Linked DNA regions of Rattus norvegicus: region 2 is linked to region 1. A link is a contact called in public Hi-C data. All regions are on one chromosome and are shown on one strand. Each heading gives the region's core, a stretch centred on a gene start, on an enhancer-like site or on the middle of the called end of the contact. The rest is flanking DNA. Distances are from core to core; before and after follow the strand shown. Region 1 overlaps Dnm3 (dynamin 3). Region 2 overlaps Dnm3 (dynamin 3).

Region 1 (3,224 bases), core at 710-3,209:
GCAGGAGGGATATTTGGTTGCAGACGAATGTCATTTTCCCACTTATACTAAAAGCCATCTGAGGCTTTCTCACACTGTGCACCTTTTTGGGGGTGGAGATGAATCAGGATCACACTGTACCTCATGATGGCCTGAACTCAACTTTGTAGCCAAGCCTGGCCTTGAATTCGTGATCCTTCTGCCTCTACCCCCCAAGTTTATGGGGCTGGAGGTCCACCTTCATGTTAGCTCATCGAGGTTTTCAGGCTTCCCCTGAAGCTTTGGATAGGTTTGCAGTAGAGTATCTAGGCTCTTCGCTTTCCCCTCTCTCGGTTACTGTGTTAGCCTTCCCATCGAAGCATCCGGAAAGGGTGCTGCCTAGGGGTGACTCACACGTTGACCTGTGTGTTTATGGGGTTCCCATAAGAGCAGTGAGAAGAGTAATTATACCTTGTCTCATTTTCTGGTGCTTAGATCATTCCCTGTGTGGGCCATTTCCTCTCTCTGAGCAATGGAAACCAGGAGGCCCCACTACCACCGATGCTGAGACGGAGAATCTGGCTAATTGCCATTTTGATTACCGCTCCCCCTACCTTCTCCCCCCCACCCCCCTCGAATGGAACAGGTTCATGTGGTTCATGCGAACTGATTATTTTGACTGAAAAACAAAGAGTGGATATTTCTCAGTGCTTGTTGGGCAATGCTTAAAAATAAGGAACTAGAGCACTCCGCATTCAGTGTTCGTGGTTTTGCCTGTCGTGGCTCCGATACTTAAAGAGCAGTCAGTCGCAAAGAATGAGCCCGTGGCTCAGGGAGAGTTCCTGAATACCTCATGGCTTTCGACATTGCCCTAGGCTGGAGTTCTGTTTTGGGCTAGAGTTGCCATGTGATCTAAACATGTAAATGCTCAAGTAATGTGGCATCCATAAACATGGAGTGTCTCTCAGACCCGGAGCCTTTCCAGAAAACCCCACTCTGGCACTGACAACTCGAGCTTGACCAGAAGTGTAATATCCTTGGCAACAGAGTCAGCGAACCAGATGGGGTCCATTTGGCAACTAAAGGGTGTAAATACGTGTTTAGATTCAGAGGTTTCCTCGGACAATGCTTCCAATATGTTGGCATGGGTAAGCTAAGGAATTTTAACGCCGGGCGGGCACTTAAAAATTCTCTGTTTAAGCAGCAATAAATGTATGGCAAGCAGGCAGAGCCATCAAGCCCTCAGCTAACTCCCGATCGCCTTTCTTCTGCTCCGCAGTTAGGTGTCCCGGGCACATTCACAGAACAAGATACTGCCCTGACAACTTTGTTTTAAACTTCCTGTCTGTCTTGTAAGGTTTTTCCAAGTCTCACGTTTAATCTTTCATAGTAGCTGGTGAGTTGGAGGAAAGGAAAAGGGTGGGGGGAGGGCTTCCCGCTGCCTATTCTTAGAGTTTGCTGCTTGGATAAAAGTTAGACATGAAAGAGGTGCAATTCGCACACCGTGAGTCTCTGAGGCCTTTGAAAAATACGCTGTCGAACCAGGAATGCCTGAGTTTTTTGAAAACCGCGCTTTCCTTCCAGCGAGGGGAATTGAAAGAGCTTGGTGGTGAAACTCGAGCCCTCGCTGGCTCATGTGCGTCCCTAAGTCTGGATGTCTATTTACACATGGTAGAGTATTTCCCCCCTTTCTCGGAGCTGACACCAACTTGTATATAGGAACATTTGGTGGATTACAGCTGGTGACAGTTTGCTGCTGACTGGCCACAGGAAAATTAATCAGCATCAGCTATGCCTTTTCCCTGGCCGGTGCCTCTTTTGCCAGACTCCGGTCTTGGCTGTCTTCCTCTATCAACCAGGTGAACCCTAGGGCAGAACTGGGCACCCCGAGATGCAAAGGGGCTTGTCCTGCAGTGATGGAGCTTAGCCATGAAAGAGCTCCAAAGGGAACAATGTCTGAGCTATTCGTTCCTGACACAGACAGGGAAGCAAGCAGTGGTGTTTGCTTAGCTGAAGGCCTGTCACCCTCTGCTTGGCTAACTGTAGCCTTCGGTAGGAGGAGCTGTCTCCTGCCTGCATTTATGGTATTTACATTTTGCATGACGTGAATCTTTTCTAATTTCCCTTTTCGTTTTTACTTTCCTGTAACATAGGATATGTGGGAAAGATTCAGACACAATGAGGAGAGAGAGGCAGATGCGGGTCTATCTACACACTGCCACAGAGTTCACACATTTCGACCTTGGAGACGCTGGTGCTGTATGAGGGCCTCGCCTAAGCAGACCGTCAGGCATCTAGGCTGTGGCTAGATGGAAATGTCTGTGTAAAATCCACTCTACTTTGCTAGACCCAAGGAGGAAACCACCAAAATAATTTGACTTTCACTTAAACCATATTGAAAACAGGATCTGAAGAGTGAAAGAAACCTTGGACATTAACCATTGCTTTTCATTGTCATAAGAATTGAAACAGTGTACTGGAATAGGAACCGTCCTGGAAATAGAGCGGGCTTTTGGAGGTATATTTAATAGAGAGCCTTAGATTAAAGCGGACGCTTTTTTTAGAGAGCAGTGGTTGAAATTTTAGTTTCATTAAAATACTGTGAACTCCTCGTGACAACTCGCGTTGAACCTGCAGCAAATCATTAATTACATCTGGAGGTTTCGGCACCAGTTCCTTTTTAATAACACGGTTGCCTCATGAGGTGCCTGGAATCTAAGAATTTGTGAGAACAACTTAAAGTTGTTCTGTTTTTAGCAATTATATTTAAGCCATAATATAGTTTTGTTTTTTTTTAACTTTTAAAATCTAGTTGCTAAAAAAATAAAAACAGTTCCCTGATCATCCAGAATGTCTGAGTATGGTTTTTATTTTTTCTTTAAGGAGGGCTGGCTAGTCAGGAGAAACAGAGTGCTCGCAGCAGCTGACATCACAAATCACAAGGTGATTTCACCGTTTGTCCCAGTGACACTCGGCTGCTAAAGACACCACAGTTTGAGAGGGCTGTCAGGAGAGGAGAGGGTAAGTCAGGATGTTTCCGTGGGTGACCGCAGGGAGTGACACCCAGGCTAGTCACACGGGCTGCTCAGTTTCCATGAACTCTGAGCCCAGCGACTTCAAGGCTCAACAGCTTCCTCCTTCACAGCACCAAACCTTGATGTGAGGAATGCAAAGATAGAAGAGTGATGGGTTTGTGGTTTGTCCTGGCTTGAAATTTAGGGAACTGCATAACAAGGACAACAGAAACCTCAAATAAAACCAGCAGA
Region 2 (3,712 bases), core at 163-2,662, 170 kb after region 1:
CTCTCGGGGTCAGGCTTTACTCTCCCCATCTTGCTATTTAATTTAAAATAACTGAGGGCAATTATTTAAATGTGGTAATGAAAATGCTTCAACTTCTAAACCAGTGGATCTCAACCCTCCTAAGGCTGGGACCCTTTAATTCAGTTCCTCATGGTGTGGTGACCCCCAACCATAAGATCATTTTCATTGCTGCTTCATAACTGTAATTTTGCTACTGTTAGGAATCATAGTGTAAACTTCTGTGTTTTCCAATAGTCTTAGGTGAGCCCTGTGAAATGGTCATTTGACCCCAAAGTGAGTGGTGACTTACAGGTTGAGAACCATGTTCTAAACAAACTCTGGTTTCCTATTTTTTAAATTCCCCCCTTCCCAGCTGCAGTAACACTACTATTCCTTTACAGATGTGATCTAGTCTATCCAGTGGGTACATCTTAGAAAAACTATGAAATCTGAATTGTTGGAAATAAATTAACCCTTTTCACCAAGAAGCAATTGTCTTTACCTGTTTAATAAATATTATTGTGAGATGGTAAATATAGACTACGTGTGTAAATTCCATGTCCCTATGCTTGGGATTGTTTGGGTTCTTAATTGTTCTTAATGTCCTTTATAGGAAGATTCTGGAAGTTATCATAGAGTAACTGGAAGCACCATTCCTTCAGTTCTTAGCTTCGTCCTTATTTATGTCTACATCCATAGTAGATTTCAGTCTCTCTCCTTAAACTTGGCATCGCCTTGTTCTCTTCAAGTATGCTGAAGGGTAGGATATCCTCTAAGGGCACATTTTCTCTATATCAGGAAGTTATTGTCTAGGTAAAATTCTCTCTCTCTCTCTCTCTCTCTCTCTCTCTCTCTCTCTCTCTCTCTCTCTCTCTTACACACACACACACACACACACACACACACGTGCATTTGCACACACACTCAGCAGGGAGTGGTGGTCAGAAGGTCTTAAAACTAACTGGCAACTTTTCTTTTCTAATGATTGACACAGCTCAGGGTTGTATCTATCCGGTTTCCTGCAAATGCCGGAGGTAATGGAGTCCTGGTGTGTGAGCAGTCCGTCCAACTGAGAGATTCTTAAGTCCTGCTGCTGCTGCTTTCCTATGTATGACTGTGAGAAAAATAAATTATCCTCCTTGATCTTTATAAGTCATCTTTGTAAAACCTCTCTGAGCTATGGAGAGATTCCAAGCCTTTCTCGTTCATGTTTTTTTCTCATTAAATGACTGTGAGTTCACATAGACCAGGGACTTGGGTAAAATTAGCTTTGCATTCCCAGAGCTTGGCGTGGTGCCATTTTTTGAACCTTCTGCATTCCAGGCAATACGTGTGGCTCTCTGGAGCTGGTAGTGAACAATGGGAGTAAAGCTCCTAACCTCCTGGGGCTTACACTAAGGAACAGATGCCTAGATACGTAAGTGATTACGTACTGGAATCAGTGTTCCAAGGGAAAATCAGAAAGTGCCACGGGGGACTCTAACAGGAGAGGTCTGACTTCGGACTAGAAGGGGAATTCTGAAAATTCTGGGAGAAAAATGTTCTAATTGTGTTCAATCTTCTCACTGAGGGTGTGTAGGCCCTCGGTGGGAAAGAGCTGGCCTGGATGAAGCAGTGGGGGGAGGGTTAGGTCGTGGGAGTCAGATTGAGGACTACACTGAACCCCCGTGCAACTGTAGCTCCTGGCAGATTTAAGCAAGAGAGTAACAGGATCTGTCTTATCCTTTTAAGACTGTCCTGGGAGTGAGCTGTTTGTGAGAAAGCCCAAAGGGTAAGGGTTGAGGAGAGAGGGGAACAGTGAGAGGCCCCTACTGACCCTCAGGCCAGGCACAGGAATAGGGAGACAAAAGAAAGGGGCAGTGGGGCTGAGATACAAAATCCAATGAGCTTGGAGAAATTACTGAAAAGTATAACATGAAGAAAGGACAAGGGATTCCTCTTAGGCATCTGGTGGCACTGTAGATGGAGACAGGCTCTTAACTACAGATCACTAGAGCAAGAACCAATTTAAAGGGTGGAAGGAGTGGGTACCTGTGAACAGTGATTGCAGGATATAGTGACAAAGATAATGGCTTCCATACCTTTCAGAAGACTAAGAGAGTGATACTGACCATACTTTATAGGGGAAAGTTGATGCACCACAAGCAAATTAGTTAAACCACATGATACAACTGAGCCAATGGCCCAGACACTGCTATTATTACTATGACTGCTGTTTCATTATTAGTAATACTAATACATTACATTGCTAAATCTCTAACAAGAAAGCATCTGAATGTGATTACCAAAAAGCATATAATTTTAAGCAACCAATGTCTTACCAGGCAACAGACTGGACACATAATGTTTCATTGCATTTGGGTTTTGAGACTTCGCTGCATATTTCATAAGCTACCATACAAATAACTTTAAGTACTTACTAACCAAATCTTTATTATGAGAGTAACATTTAATTTATACTAATGTTTTTCTAAGCTGGATAATGTGAAGTGTTTTCAACAACAAAGAATTACATGTTCATAAAGTGGATACATATCAATATGTTTAAAAAGTCCAGAATGATTTGTGTTTGAAATATAAATAAATGGCAATGGACCTACTATAAGCCCCCCAAGGCAGACCTTGCAACAACACACCATGGTCTGCTCCTACCTTCTCCTGGCTCCAACTGAAATGTATCTCTCTAGGGAGTGTCTAGAGACAATGCAGAGAAGAGTGGTAAACACAATACAGGTATAGTGCTATTTATCATTGCATACATGTTTATGTACATATACATTCACATGCTATGTACACACATGAACATATGTTTACATACATAATCATCTCATCTTTAACCAGGCCTCATAAACCTTCCTGAACCAAAATGAAACATTGGGCATTCAGACTCCTCTGTGTTGTTTCCCTGGGTTGGAAACCTGGGTCAGTTGGTGAGTGCTTGCCTGGTGTACATAAAGTTCTGGGTCTGAACCTTAGCAATACAATGCATGAGTCAGATAGAGTAGTGCCCCAATCCCAGCATTATAGTGGTAAGTGCTGGATGATCAGAAGTTTAAAGCGATCCTTGGCTGTGTGGTGGGTTCAAAGTCAGCCTGTGATTCACGAAACAGGGATCAGGGCATGATTAACACATCACGAATCTACTTTTGGAACTCTGGGCTAAGGAGGCATAGAATTTATTCCTAGGGGGAGTTTTGGTGACCGCACATGCAGAGAGGGGTACAGACACTCAGGCCAGGGGTTGGCCCTGTGCTCCACATAGAAGATTCTTTAGCAGGCCATTGCCATTTCATTTCCTGTTTATTCTTGTTCTTAGGCACAGCAATTGAAACGCAAGTCTTTATGACGACTCATAACCTACAGATTCTCATAACCAGTGATAGACATCCAAAGTTCACGCCATGCACACAAGGCCAACATCACCTTTATGCTTCATCTACTGAACTAAGCTTCTTAAAGAGAAATTTCATCTCTCCTCCTTTTCATCTACCTCCGTTGACTGGGAACTATCTCAAAAGCTTCTTTAAAGGCCTTTACCGTTTCTCTTAACCTCTGACTAGCTTGTACTGCTTGCCTTAAAGACCTTTCCCACATTATTCAGGGTAACCTTGCCCGTTTCTTGTGGTAAAAGGCTGCAGTCCCTAACAGCCAAAAAAAGAAAAAAGAAAAAACTCAAGAAAGAAGCACTTATGTCTGCAGCCATGAAATGTGG

The links. Hi-C and Micro-C count contacts between places; a contact is called where the count stands out from the background.
Region 2: a contact with region 1 is called in a Hi-C map of the A7r5 cell line, with 3 times the contacts expected there. The contact joins two enhancer-like sites. A contact is called at or near these places in 4 of 12 Hi-C or Micro-C datasets (the A7r5 cell line, the Rat2 cell line, liver and 1 more).

What each region holds. Positions count from the first base shown.
Region 1 is chr13:76,910,307-76,913,530 of GRCr8, forward strand. The region is part of intron 20 of Dnm3 (dynamin 3); the gene reads right to left. It overlaps LOC102554129 (a long non-coding RNA gene), which reads left to right. Exons shown (of 4, transcript XR_010057247.1): 2 at 1-3,224. Among named protein-coding and RNA genes, the nearest start is that of C13h1orf105, 22 kb to the left of the region's middle. Within about 2 kb of position 1,960, at least 29 of the 93 cell types and tissues checked have an H3K27ac peak or open chromatin away from gene starts, as enhancers often do. A contact at or near this core is called in the A7r5 cell line, where this site is marked.
Region 2 is chr13:77,081,144-77,084,855 of GRCr8, forward strand. The region is part of intron 15 of Dnm3 (dynamin 3); the gene reads right to left. Among named protein-coding and RNA genes, the nearest start is that of Mir199a2, 33 kb to the right of the region's middle. Within about 2 kb of position 1,413, at least 22 of the 93 cell types and tissues checked have an H3K27ac peak or open chromatin away from gene starts, as enhancers often do. A contact at or near this core is called in the A7r5 cell line, where this site is marked.